3 separate regions of the Mus musculus genome follow, and all the other regions are linked to region 3. The links are chromatin contacts, called in public promoter capture Hi-C maps. All regions are on one chromosome and are shown on one strand. Each heading gives the region's core, a stretch centred on a gene start, on an enhancer-like site or on the middle of the called end of the contact. The rest is flanking DNA. Distances are from core to core; before and after follow the strand shown. Region 1 holds the start of Spty2d1 (SPT2 chromatin protein domain containing 1). Region 2 holds the start of Ldha (lactate dehydrogenase A). Region 3 holds the start of Pold1 (polymerase (DNA directed), delta 1, catalytic subunit).

Region 1 (4,406 bases), core at 818-3,317, 2.5 Mb after region 3:
GTCTGCCCTTTTCCCAGAAGCTTTGGCTTTTAGTAATTCATTCATTCTCATTCTCTCTCTCTCTAATTCATTCATTCTCATTCTCTCTCTAATTCATTCATTCTCATTCTCTCTCTCTAATTCATTCATTCTCATTCTCTCTCTCTCTCCCTTCTTTTTTTTTAGTTTTTTGAGACAGGGTCTCTCTCCTTAGCCCTGACTGTCCTGGTGTAGACCAAGCTGGCTTTGGACTCACAAGATCCTCCTGCCTCTGTGAGTGCTGGTATTAAAGGTATGAGCCATTACACCCAACCAGATATTGGCTTTCTAAATCTGGGTTCTGATTCTTCCACAAGACAATTCTTGGGCACTAAAGCTAGTATCTGTTTTTGTTTTTTTGTTTTTCTTTTAAACTTTTCTCGAGATTCAAGAAAATTTAAGATAAAATACAGACCAAATTATGCAAACATGATTATGATATCTAACAGTAATGTGACTAGATAATCTACAAATGCATAAAGTACAAATGCATAAAGGCTTGTGCCCACAGCAAAACCTGCAAGGCTGATGAGATGTGGCTTAGCAGAATCTTATTGAGTGATTATTATCAGGGTGGGACATATATGTGTGTGTGTGTGTGTGTGTGTGTGCATGCATACAAATATAACTACGTTTACTCATTAATTTAGGTAGATATACTCAAGGGTTAAAAAATAGGCTGGATTTGACAGGAAGTGACAAGATAGGAAAAAATACTGCAACATACAAAATTAGGAAATGCAGAATCCAAGTGAGATCGCAAATTCCAACTGATTGACTCTAGAAGGTTCTTTTAAGTTGGACACTTCACAGATTAAATCTCGGGTATCACATTGCGATATATCGGTTTACAGCTGTTCTGTGGGTACCTTCTGGTGATCCAGAAATGAGTAGTTTATGCAAAACAGCTATAACCCCAGAAAGCAGATGTGGGACCACTTCAGTATTTACCTCTGAAAATACTATCAAACTCACACATTTACTGAGCAAACGGAACCTAAAAATCTGGAAGCCCACTAGGAAATGAAAGCTGAAAAAGGCTTTGCCCAATCCGTTCGCACAGGGAACCGATAGATCCAAGGGACATACGGCAAATAAAAGGTCTACCAGCACACCCGCAGCCCACATGATCACCTCACAGTTGGCTATGGATTTCCTGCAAAGCCCTGAACTCTTTCCAACAGAAGATACCTCCTTGGCAGGTGATACCATCTTTGGTTCAGTGGGTGGGGCCACGAACCGGAGAACGCTTTCAAGAAATCACAAAACGTTCACCTGGAAATCCGTATTCGACCCGCTAAAAGACCCAAAGGCTATCAGGACAAGTCCTTAAAGTTCTTAAAAGTCCCCGAGTTTCCTGACTATACTGGTCCTCAATTTAGGGGCTGAAGTTTATTCGACGCCAGGCGCTACTAATGCTACACAGTATTCAGTCAGGCGCGGCTTATCCCCCCCGACTTTGCGCAACTCTTAAAAACACCGAAAGCCGCAAAGCCTACTTTTCAGGGCACAGGAGCTGGCGAAAGCGACCCCAAGAAAGCGCTCCCTTTTCCATCCCCAGCTCCCGTGTACCCACACCTCCGCTAAAACTCCAGAAGAGGGCGTGCGTAGTTCAGGCTTTCCCGAGGCCGACAGACGCTCCCCGAGAAGTTCCACCCACCACACACGAACTTGACGCCCGGGTTTCCTACAGCAACCCCGGGGACTCACCGGTACGTGGTTGACACCTTGTCCTTTGGAAGCGATCAAGAGGATTTCCCTGAAGTCCATGTCTGGCCGAAGAGAAAAGCCCGGCTGGGCCGGGGACTCGGGACGCGGTGGATGCGAGTCTTGCCTCTCGCTGAGCCTAAGCGCTACTGACTGGCTTGCCTTGGTGGCCCTTCTCTCGCCGCCCCTCGACACCGACACTTCCGGCGCCTTCTAATGCCGTGTACCGCCCCCGCGCTGCCGCCGAATACGAAGTATGTGTGTGTATGTATACACACATACACACACACACTCACACACACACGCTCAGCGCCTCCGCAGCGCTCGCAAGTATTTGCGCAACTTCCGCTTTCGGAGATAAGACACGGAAAACGGGTACGTGGCCGTTGGCGTTGGCTCAAATGGGTGGGACTGAGGCTTTTACTAGCCAATCAGACGCAAAATGGCAGTTTAGGGGTGTGGCTAAAGGGGGCGGGGAGAGCGGTCAGCCCGAGGATCTTCGCGGCGAGAGAGGGTTTCAGTGTGAGATCCGGGGAGGGTGGGGTGGGAGGGGGGGGGGTGGAGAAGAAGAGAGACCCGACCCCCTTCTAGAGCTGGGCTCTGTAGGTGTCACGCGTGGATGTACAGATTCCAAATGACGGTATTCCAACAGCTGGTGCGACAGGTCTGGAGCAAGGGATCTCGGTTTCGTTTCGCTGGAGCCCCGAAGCTACGCATGCGCACAAGAATCCTGTCCCTGGGACGCCAGTTATCTCCTGGAGGCACCTGATGTTCTTTTAAAAACCTAGGGAAAGAGCGAAGACCTTCGTCACATGCCAAGCAGAACTTGACTCTGACGCACTGCAGAATATAGTGCATTCATTGGGAGTCTAGCCTGACTTTCTTTTGCGTTATCTTGAATTTGGTCATTTCGACTCAATAAAGTAGACGTGAATAACTAGGTATACCTGAGTCTGGGGGTGGGAATGGGCTACGGACCGGTTTGGTGTGATGGAAATACCCCTAAACTGGACTGTGGGGGTGGCTGCATTATTTACTATTTTTTGTACAGCTGAAAGGGTGAGTGTATACAATAGACCTTATTCTGTGATGATGTGAGCGCCTGTATTGGAATGGCTCCACTTCAGGCTGAGTAAAAGACCAAGATGAAGCCTGCCTTCCCCCTAGAATTTTAAATTTCCTTTCCTTTCCTTTCCTTTCCTTTCCTTTCCTTTCCTTTCCTTTCCTTTCCTTTCCTTTCCTAGACAAGGTTTGTCTGTGTAGCTCTGGCTGTACTGAAATTACTCTGTTGACTAGGCTAGCCTCACACTCACAGAGTTCCACCCGCCTCTGCTTCCCAAGTGCAAGGATTAAAGGCATGCACCATCACTGGCTGGCAGTGTAGAAATTTTTCTCTTCCTCAGCCTCAGATATCTTAAGAACCCGCCCCTAACTCAACATAATATTCCTTTTATAGATACTTTTTTTGTACTTATAGATGCTTTTTAATACATACGTATATACATTTTTGTGTGTGAGTGTTTTTGCCTGTATATTAGTAAGGGCTCCATAGAATACCAGAACTTAGTTGTGCACTACTAAACAGGGCATGTCTCTTCCATGTTAAATTAGCTCATCTGAGCTGCTGTAAATGTGTACCCATGAAACTGTCAGTAACTATATAGTAGTAATGAGCATGCGTATATGTGTGTGTGCGTGTGTGTGTGTGTGTGTGTGTGTGTGTGCGCGCGCACACGCATGCGTGTGTGTCAGAGAGAGAGAGAGAGAGAGAGAGAGAGAGAGAACATGCACAGTAGCTAATGTTAAATTACTGCCGCTGCTTGTGGTAATTCAGTCAGGAGTAAGGGAATGGCAGAACCCCTATCTGTATTAGTCAGGGTTCTTTAGAGTCACAGAACTTATGAAATGTCTCTATAGTGAGGGAATTTATTGTGATTATTTACAGTTTGTAGTCCAACGATGGCCAACTATGAATGGGAAGTCCAAGAATCTAGTACTTAGTCCCACAAGGCTAGTCGTCTTGGCTGGTCTTCTGTGGAAGTTCCAACAGATCTCCTAGCAAGTAAGTTAAGGCAAAAAAAAAAGTGATTCTTCCTTCTTCCAGTGTCCTTATATAGGCTCCAGCATAAGGTGTGGCCTTGCATAAGGTGTGGTCCAACGTAAGGTGTGGCCCAGATTAAAGGTGTGTGTGTACCACCAAGCCTGGATCTGGGACTTGCTTTGCCCCAGGCTGACCTTGAACTCAGAAATTTCCTTGCCAAGATCCAGGTCAGAAACTTGTGTCTTCCAGCTTCAAGATCTGGATCACAGGTGAGCCCTCCAATTCTGGATTGTAGTTCATTCCAGATATAGTCAAGTTGACAACCGTTACACTACCTTTACAAGGAGAAACAATTAATTCAGCAGATTGATCATGAGTAACTATAACACAGAAAGTAGTAACCACTGATTAAGGAAAGTGCAGAGTGGAGCGTTGCTAGAGTTTGCAAATAAATGGCAGTTAAAACCTTTCTTATGCTTCTGAAATTGGATTTAGTTGGGTCTCCTATACTTCAGCTGGCAAAATTAGAATTTAATAGAGTTGCAGTTGGAACGTGAGTACAGATTGAATCAAGGACTTAGCAGGTATATTTACGGTGATAAGAAATAAGATTGTTAGCTGGGCAGTGGTGACTCATGCC
Region 2 (4,454 bases), core at 422-2,921, 2.3 Mb after region 3:
GAGTCCTACTCCTTACCTGTGAGGGGGTCCCTGAAGGGTGCACAGGCCACAGTATAGGGTGATGAAAAGAGGGAGTTTCCATTCTGTGGGTATATGGGTCTAAGGGAAGGGAAGAAACAGTATCCCTTCCCAGAATCCTTCTGGGGTCAAAGGAGCTTGTGTGCACATGAGGTTTCCACACGTGTGTTTTCCGCACAAAGCAATTTCCTAGCAGATGAACCTGGCCTGGGCATCTGATAACCCAGTTTACATTCTGCTTAGAGCACTGTATTCCACAGGTTAATAGTTCAGTCCCATGGGACTGCCCCCAATCTAAGACCATAAGCACAAGTAGTTACTACATCTCCACCTGTGCTTCCCCCTCACCACTCTACACTGAGGTATCCACAAGGCTCTCCTCTTCCTCTTGCTTGCTACTTGCTCTGGTGTCTCTTAGAACTCACCTTCACTTTTTTCTTTTAAAAAGTTAAATTTCATTTCTCTTGTTCTGACTTTTTTAAAAAAATAATTTTAACTATATATAGGGGGAGAGAGACTCTATGAAGGTCAAGAGGGTATTGGAACCTCTGGATCTGGAGTTACAAGCTTTTGTGATATTAATGGCAGAGCCATCTCTCCAGGTCCAACTGTTTGACTTTTTAATTTTTTTAAATTTGCGCTCTGCTGAGGGACTCAGGCCTTGGTGTATGCAAGACAAGTGTCCCTGTCCTGGCCACACTCCTAGCCTGTTGTTTGTTATAAAAGAGATCACAAGGGATACAGACAAGCGAAAATAAGGGGGGGCTGTGAGCTTCATTCCCTCTCACATGATCCCTGCATATCCAGCACCCTGCAACCAGCTTGTTCAAATCTTGCTCAAGACTGTAATAGACCTTAATCTGCAGTGAACACATCCCTTCCGGGGAGATGGGTGAGCAGGGTTGAAAGTCACAGTTCTTCCCATCACTAAGGAAATCAAAGCAGTTGCAAACTCCATTTCACATCCTATCAGTGGTGGAGTACCTTAAGATTCACATACGGTTGATCGGGAGCTGGGAGAGGAACAGGAACTGGCCTCACAGCTTAATGAGACCTCTAGAAAGACGTTTAAAGGCAGAGGGGGTGTGTGAAAACAAGCAAGGGCCCTGATACTCCTTGGTAAGGCTAAACACAAATGCCTGCGGGATGGCATGGGAGAGGGCAGATATGGATGTAAGCTGGCAAGCCATCAGAAGCTGAGCCGCACCCCCCTCCCCCCATGGTTTGGGAGATGGAAGTGGGGCAGGAGAAAGGCCCATCTGATAGGCTGCTATGGCGGATAGACCGGCACGGTGCTGGCATGTGCTTTCACACAATATTTACTGAAGGCCTGTTGCTTGCCAGGAGTTGTTCCCGGCGCCGGGAACAGCAATGAAGAAAGTGACCAGGGTTTTTTCTGAGTCTCACAAGTTTTCCGGTGAAGGAGGCGGAGGATCGATGCATTTCGGGCTCCTGCTTCTGAGGCTGAGGAGCATGTCGGGTTGGCCTTTCTTTGGGGTGTCGCAGCACACGTGGAGCCACTCTTGCAGGGACATCGTGCTGCGCGCGCCGCCCCGGTCTCGGTGGCGCCTAGCCCGGCTGGACGCCCGCCCCCGGCCCAGCCTACACGTGGGTTCCCGCACGTCCGCTGGGCTCCCACTCTGACGTCAGCGCGGAGCTTCCATTTAAGGCCCCGCCCGCGTGCTGCTCTGCGTGCTGGAGCCACTGTCGCCGAGCTCGGGCCACGCTGCTTCTCCTCGCCAGTCGCCCCCCCATCGTGCACTAGCGGTACGGTTGGGCCCCACGCTGCCGGCACAGGGGGTCCCTATCCGGGGTGGAGGTGCAGGGTGTTCAGATTTGGGCACGCGTGGGCTACTGTGCTTTGGGGAACTGAGCAGGCGGCCCCACCCAGCCTGGGGCGGCGAGACCCGTGTAAAGAGGACTAAGGGGTGGCTGGCCTGAAGGTTGGGAGCCACCGAACGGGGGCGAGGGAGCGGTGCGAAACTTGAGCTCCCGTAACTCGAGCCCATGGGGGCCGAAAAAGCCTTGGCACGTCCGGGGCGGGTGCTTCGGAGCAGCCGTGCGGTTTGCATTTTCCTTTGCGTGGGCTCGGTGGAGTGGTTGTTTCCTGCAGATTATAGGGCGCTCTTGCCCTAAACGCATTTTGTTAAGAGGCTCGCTCCTGGTGTGACTGGGGATCGTGCTAAGCGCGCTGCGTGCGGAGAGGAAGCGGGAAGAGTCGCAGTCCTTCCTCTGCACCCTAGACGGAAGGAGGAAACCTGTAGCTGAGAGGCCTGCGACACCCATCGGGTCGTAGGTGGGAAGTAGAGGCACCCTGTCCTAATAGAGCACAGACTTGAGGTTTGCGTGAAGTAGATTCTCTGAGGGAAGAGCCCCACGCCCTGCCCCCAGTCAGCAGAGACCTCACAAGGCTGTCTAGAAATAGCAGCGGTTGTAAGGAGACCGGATTCCTGCTTGATGGCCCTAGGCTGCTTGCCCAGAGATCTTGTCCAGTCCTTTTGCACTTTGGAACGATTTCAAAAATAGACATGGTGCTTGCTGGGAAAGGTGGCCATCGCGGGGGTGGGAGTGGGCTCCAGGCCTCAGGCCCTCCGCAATTGTATCCCCATTTTGGAACTGAAGAAATTTCCCTTAGCGGCCACATCCTGGGTAATGAGGCCCCGCCCTGGTGGGTGAAGGCCCTAATCCTGTTAGTGGCATTTGAGATCTCACTCTGGCACCAGGCTAAGGTGGCTGCCAGCTCCACTTCACCGCGCTTGTGCTTTGGGCTCTAGTAAGGGCCAAACTTTGACGCCGAACTGCCTGCCAGAGGTCTCATCCATGGCCAGCAGTCGCTAGACCTATATATATGACACCTGATTCTGAAATTGCGCACGCGCACTGCCTTCCCCCGCCTGCCAGTCTTCTGGATCTGGGCTGGTCATACAACTTGGGTTCTTGCGGGGGTGGGGGGGTTAGGAAGGAAGCTTGCGCGTGCGCAGGCTTAAGCACGTTGCTATGCCTTGGGGTCGCACCTTGTGGCCGTTATTGGCGCCCTCTGCTCTTGATTTTTGGTACTTCCTGGAGCAACTTGGCGCTCTACTTGCTGTAGGGCTCTGGGTGATGGGAGAAGAGCGGGAGGGCAGCTTTCTAACCATATAAGAGGAGATACCATCCCCTTTTGGGGTTCATCAAGATGAGTAAGTCCTCAGGCGGCTACACGTACACGGAGACCTCGGTATTATTTTTCCATTTCAAGGTGAGAGCCTTCCTGGTGAGAGCCAGACCACACCCTGGCGCTGGCTATTCTTGGTTTTCCACTTCTGTTCTTTGTCACATTGTCACTTAATGGAAAAGGAGTCCAAAGGTAGCAAAGTCAGCGTTTTTTTTTTTTTTTTTTTAAATACAGGGACTTGGTGAGTATACCTTGGGCAGGTTACAATGACACACGGTGTATACCCCTTAGGTCTCAAAAGATTCAAAGTCCAAGATGGCAACCCTCAAGGACCAGCTGATTGTGAATCTTCTTAAGGAAGAGCAGGCTCCCCAGAACAAGATTACAGTTGTTGGGGTTGGTGCTGTTGGCATGGCTTGTGCCATCAGTATCTTAATGAAGGTAAGTGGAGATCCTTCATGGCCCAAGCCTATGGGTGGGGTGTGGGGGAGAGGACATCCCTACATTGTCACATTGTATGTAAAACTATCAAGGTTTGCACACACTCAGTCATCTGTGAAACATTTTGCAACATAATGATACACAAGAAAGGGATTATCCAAAGTAACTGACAGCCGGGCGCCTTTAATCCTCGCACTTGCGAGGCAGAGGCAGGTGGATTTCTGAGTTCGAGGCCAGCCTGGTCTACAAAGTGAGTTCCAGGACAGCCAGGGCTGTCTCCAAAAATAAAATAAAATAAAATAAAATAAACCACCAAAGTAACAGCGTCAAAGTATATACCTTTTCTTCTACTTTCTCAGTTACATGAACCTAGGGCCTCCAACATGCTAGGTAACCATTGACCTATATACCCAAATCTAAAGTGATTTTTGAATTGGAATTTATATGTGCATATTGATTAAAAATTAAAATCCTACTGAATAGGTTGTCTTGAACTTCTATTCAAATCCCACTGTTTCCTGGGGTATATAATTTTCCTTTGGAAAAATAACTGAGCACACCCATGTGAGAGGGTAAATTTTTGGTTCTCGCTTGCCTTATGGGTTCTGGAGATGAAATTCAGCTCAGCAGACGAATGCAGGAGCTGATTTCACACACACACCCCCAAGCCATCTCGGATCTAATTTTCTTATCAATCATAGGGCTAAAATTTAATTAGTTACAACTTTATCACTGAATTAGAAAACACTTTGAGGCAGGGTAAGTCAATGTTCTTGATTCATATGTAGTCCAAACTAGCCTTAAACTTGGAACAATCTTCCTGGGTGTTGGTTTATACGTC
Region 3 (4,170 bases), core at 1,362-3,861:
AAGTATAAATAAATCAATCTTAAAAAGCTCTTGGACCAGAAACCTGCTAGCTTCTAGAGAGTGAGGAGACTGTTGGTATCTGAGGATGTATGGAGGAATGTTCTGGATGGAGTTTGCCTCCCACACACTTGTGCAGTTGACTAAATAGAAATCACACCTCAGTCAAAAACCACAGGTGTTAAAAGCTGCAAGCAATTCCTTATGCAAGGGTTGACCCTAATAGGTCAGGGCACATGAAGAACCTGATTTTACAAGGTTATTTCCGGTACCATTGTTTAAAATCTCTAAGGACTGGAAACCACCTAAATGTCCTCCCCAGGGGGACAGTTTCAAGAGTCCCTTAGTACTATTCAATGGAGTACTATGCAGCTGTATAAAGAAATGAGGAAGCCATACGATAATGTGAAAGGTCTCAAAGAGGCTTTGTCTCTAGTAGGTAAATCAAGGCGTGGAATGGCCTGCTTCTACTTTTGTTTTATATTTTAAAAAAGACAAAGACATCTAAAGAAAGGATTATCCTGCGGCTAGTTACCTGGGAAGCCTAGATGGGAGGATCGTGAGTTCAAGCTTAGCCCCACACTGTATTGCAAGATCAGATTTTAAAAAGCTGGGGGGTAAGGCTCTGTGTTTGGAGTAGGGACTGCAGGTGCCCTGCCAGTCTCCTAAGTATAGGAGAAGCCAGTCAAGGAAAGGCAGGCAGGACCTGCACTGCCCCATGTCGAGCTGGCAGATCAGGTCCCTGTGCTGATGCAAGCAGATGCTGCTTTTAGGGGACCCTGGGTAGGGTGCTGGTGGTGAAATATCATGCCAGCTACAACTTCCAAACAGTTCAACCAAACACACAAGTTCACGCGCTGCACTAATAAAGCTGCAGGACACCACTGAGGACCACTGACATGGGGACATGGCTTTGCACTGCACAGAAAATGAGCATCCCTCCATCACCAGGTCAGGAAGCATGCGCGCGCGCGCGCGCACACACACACACACACACACACACACACACACACAGCTCCGGAAGGAGGCGGGGGAAGCAGTGGAGCTGGCTCCCACAGACCAGAGTGGGAAGGCGGTGCTATGACAAACAGTAGCTTCGCCAGTAAGTCACTCACAACATACCTCCCAGATATAAGCCAATCCATACTGGATCTGCCATTACCCATAATCCAAGCTGTATGCCTCAAAGGCAAATTCAAAGCCAAGTCTGAGCTAGAAAGCCTGAGTCTCAAAAGCCAGTAGAGGTCTGGGGGTTTAACTCAGCAGGGCTCAATACTGAGTCCCACCCCAACCCCTCACTGAGGGATTCTAGGCTGTACCACTAACTACATCCTGGCTCTCTTATTCATTTTGAGACATCATCTCACCAAGCTGCCCTAGCAGGCTTAGAACATGCCATCCTCCTGCCTCCAAAGGCTGAACAATTGTTTCATGTCACCTCTCCCAGGGCTGCCAGATCCAAGGATTCCTGTACCTCTCCTGGAGGGGTGGCCCCTTAAGCTCCTCCACTCCCACAAACTGCTTCTGTCACCTCAGTCTCCCCTTTTCCCGGACAGGGATGTTCTTGGAGGCACAACGTTCCCATTCCCCTCAGGACAGTCAGACCCAGGTGCAAGCCCCACTCGCTAGAGGGATGCTCTCTGAAGCTGCAGCATCCTGCAGGACAGCTGTCTTCACTCCCACTCCCGCTGTGGTGATGGTGGCACACTAAAACAGTAACCATTCATTTTCCCCAGGGTACCTCACACACTGCCAGCTTCACACCTGGCTCCTCCCCTGGGACCCTGCAGTGACAGTTGCTCTGGGACTGTGGGATATGTCTCACCTCCCCCACCAAACACCAAACTGGGTAAGCAGACTGTCCCATCTAGTATCAATTTGCTTGTTCTATTTAGTATATAAAGCATCACATGGGGCCCGATGTGACAGCGGAATGGATATTTGAGCTTGTTGGCCAAGCTGAACAGCCTGAGTTAGATCTTAGGGAATCCACATAGCGGAAAGAGACAACGCCACAAAGTTGTCCTCAGATCTCCACGTGCGCATCATAGCGCACGCACTAAGAAAAAAAGAAAAGGCTCTAAGGCATTACTTTTCCTCCCATTCCTACTTTTTAAAAAAAATTTGGGGTTTTGAGGCAGGGTTTCTCTTGTGTATCCCTGGTTATCCTGGATCTCACTCTGTAAACTAAACTAGCCTCAAACTCGGAGATCCGCTTGTCTCTGCCTCACGAGTGCGGGGGATAAAAGTGCGCCACTATTCCCGGCTCATTCCTACTTCTTGCTGGACTTTCTGATACCGTCGCCTTGTCTCTCGAACAGCGGAACAGGCACCAACGCCCTGCACCTCCGGCCCCTCCCTCCTGGCTAGCGTGCACGCCGCTGAGCCCACACCCGGACAGTCCAGCGCACCCCAGGTCCTAAGCTCCAGGGGATCTGTCCTTTGCATTGCCAGCCTTGCTCTATCCTTCCCCCAGCTGCAGACATTCTGCGAGCACTCTGCTCGAGGCGTCAGCTGCGCGACCGAGCGCCCCATACTCTTCTTCCTTACTTACCGCCTCAAACAGCTTTTCCCGCCACAAGATACGCCGCCGTGACCCCTGAACCCTCTGCGCGCAGGCCCAGAGCTGCGGCGCGCCCGCTGGGTCCCGCCCCTAGCCCGCTTGGGCGATCAAACCACGTCCCACTCTGGAGGACCCACAACCACGCCTCTCGCAAGTGGCCCCGCCCCATGACGCTAACGGAACAAGGACACGCCCCCAGCATCCTGGCTCTTAGGGGTTTGGCCTGCGGTCCCCGAGCGCCCACTGCAGGAGCGTTAGAAGACTGCCACAGTGGATGCTACCCTGATGCTTTGCTAGAAGCAAGCTTCTTTTCTGTTTTCCTCAGAGTCCCTACACGCCCAGGTTCTTGTATAACTTCTGTTGCCCCACAAATCATTTCCTGACTTATGACACTCATGGCCAGATGCAGTCCTCAGCTTTTGAAAACCTGGCCCTAAGAAGTGTTCTTTTGGGCTGGTGAGATGGCTCAGTGGGTAAGAGCACCCGACTGCTCTTCCAAAGGTCCGGAGTTCAAATCCCAGCAACCACATGGTGGCTCACAACCACCCATAATGAGATCTGATGCCCTCTTCTGGTGTGTCTGAAGACAGCTACAGTGTACTTACATATAATAATAAAATAAATAAAATTAAAAAAAAAAAAAAAAAAAAAAAGAAGTGTTCTTTTGAGACCCTCCTCTTAAAGTTCCTCTCCTTTTCCACTGGCCTCCATCCGCCTTAGTGTCTCAAACTATGCTGTATGAAGATAACCTGTCTTCGGCGGAGCGACCCCTACCCCTGTGGCCTGAACCTAGACCAAGCGCAGTCACCTGGGCAGAGAGATGGCCCACCCTCTCCACACTGGGCTCAGGAATGGCTTGTACTCAAACTTTATTTTTGTTTTTTTATTAAATAAAAGGGGCAGAAGAGAGGGCCTGTGGTCTCCCAACTGTGGGGGGCCACCTGCCCTAACCTCTCTCCACTCAAGGTGCATGGTGTGGTAGGCTGAGGTGTAAGCGTGGGTGGGAGGGCAGCTGGGAACGGTCAGAGGCTAGGACCTGTGACCCTCACCACTCTTGGAAGACTCAATGGGTGGGGTGGGGCCTTCTAGTGCCAACTGCCGCTGAGTTTGAGGCTGAGCCCGAGGGACTGGGCCGTGACAATGTCCTCCCACCCCAGGAGGAGAGGTGAAGAGTCCATCTTCAAGAAGACACCACCAAGGCTGGGGCACTTGTGGCTGCCCCTACTCGTGCACATCCCAGATCTCGGACAGCAAGGGCGGCAGCTTCTTGTCCTGGAGTCGCAATGCAAAGACCTGCTCCGAGTGCACGGAGCTGAGGGTGCGCAGGCTCACCAGCTTCATGAGCATGCGTGGGAAGCGGAGCTGGTCCTGCAGGGAGAGGAGGCAAGTCGGTCCTGCTGGGGCCCTGTCCTGCAAAGCCAGCTTTGTCTGGAAAGCCAGCACCCTGAGTGGTCAGGCCCCAGGCTCAGTGTGCCCAACATGTGCCACTGGACCCCAATACTGAGACTGCTCATATACAACAGGCAGCTCCCGTACCTGTGGGCGCTTGATCCTCGTGTAGGAGAGGAGCGCCTCCACGTAGGGCTGCTGCAGGGCCTCCACACGGCTGG

What was found. Capture Hi-C pulls out chosen DNA fragments and counts their contacts.
Region 1: a promoter capture Hi-C map of liver shows a contact between it and region 3, with 2.9 times the contacts expected there. The contact joins the promoter of Spty2d1 here to the promoter of Pold1 in region 3. A contact is called at or near these places in 1 of 484 Hi-C or Micro-C datasets (CD4 T cells) and 2 of 9 other capture datasets (adipose tissue and liver).
Region 2: a contact with region 3 is called in a promoter capture Hi-C map of adipose tissue, with 2.8 times the contacts expected there. The contact joins the promoter of Ldha here to the promoter of Pold1 in region 3. A contact is called at or near these places in 5 of 39 promoter capture datasets (the 3T3-L1 cell line, the C10 cell line, cranial neural crest and 2 more), 1 of 115 datasets of contacts at active chromatin or transcription factors (astrocytes) and 2 of 9 other capture datasets (adipose tissue and liver).

Annotation. Positions count from the first base shown.
Region 1 is chr7:47,006,347-47,010,752 of GRCm38.p6, forward strand. It overlaps Spty2d1 (SPT2 chromatin protein domain containing 1), which reads right to left and starts at 2,068. Exons shown (of 6, transcript NM_175318.4): 1 at 1,729-2,068. The coding sequence starts at 1,788. It overlaps Gm32031 (predicted gene, 32031), which reads left to right and starts at 2,208. Exons shown (of 2, transcript NR_166573.1): 1 at 2,208-2,247; 2 at 2,378-2,662.
Region 2 is chr7:46,844,133-46,848,586 of GRCm38.p6, forward strand. It overlaps Ldha (lactate dehydrogenase A), which reads left to right and starts at 1,672. Exons shown (of 8, transcript NM_010699.2): 1 at 1,672-1,785; 2 at 3,464-3,613. The coding sequence starts at 3,488.
Region 3 is chr7:44,546,204-44,550,373 of GRCm38.p6, forward strand. Pold1 (polymerase (DNA directed), delta 1, catalytic subunit) reads right to left here and starts at 2,612. Exons shown (of 27, transcript NM_011131.3): 1 at 2,552-2,612. Nr1h2 (nuclear receptor subfamily 1, group H, member 2) reads right to left here. Exons shown (of 10, transcript NM_001285517.1): 9 at 4,097-4,170; 10 at 3,413-3,928. The coding sequence ends at 3,782.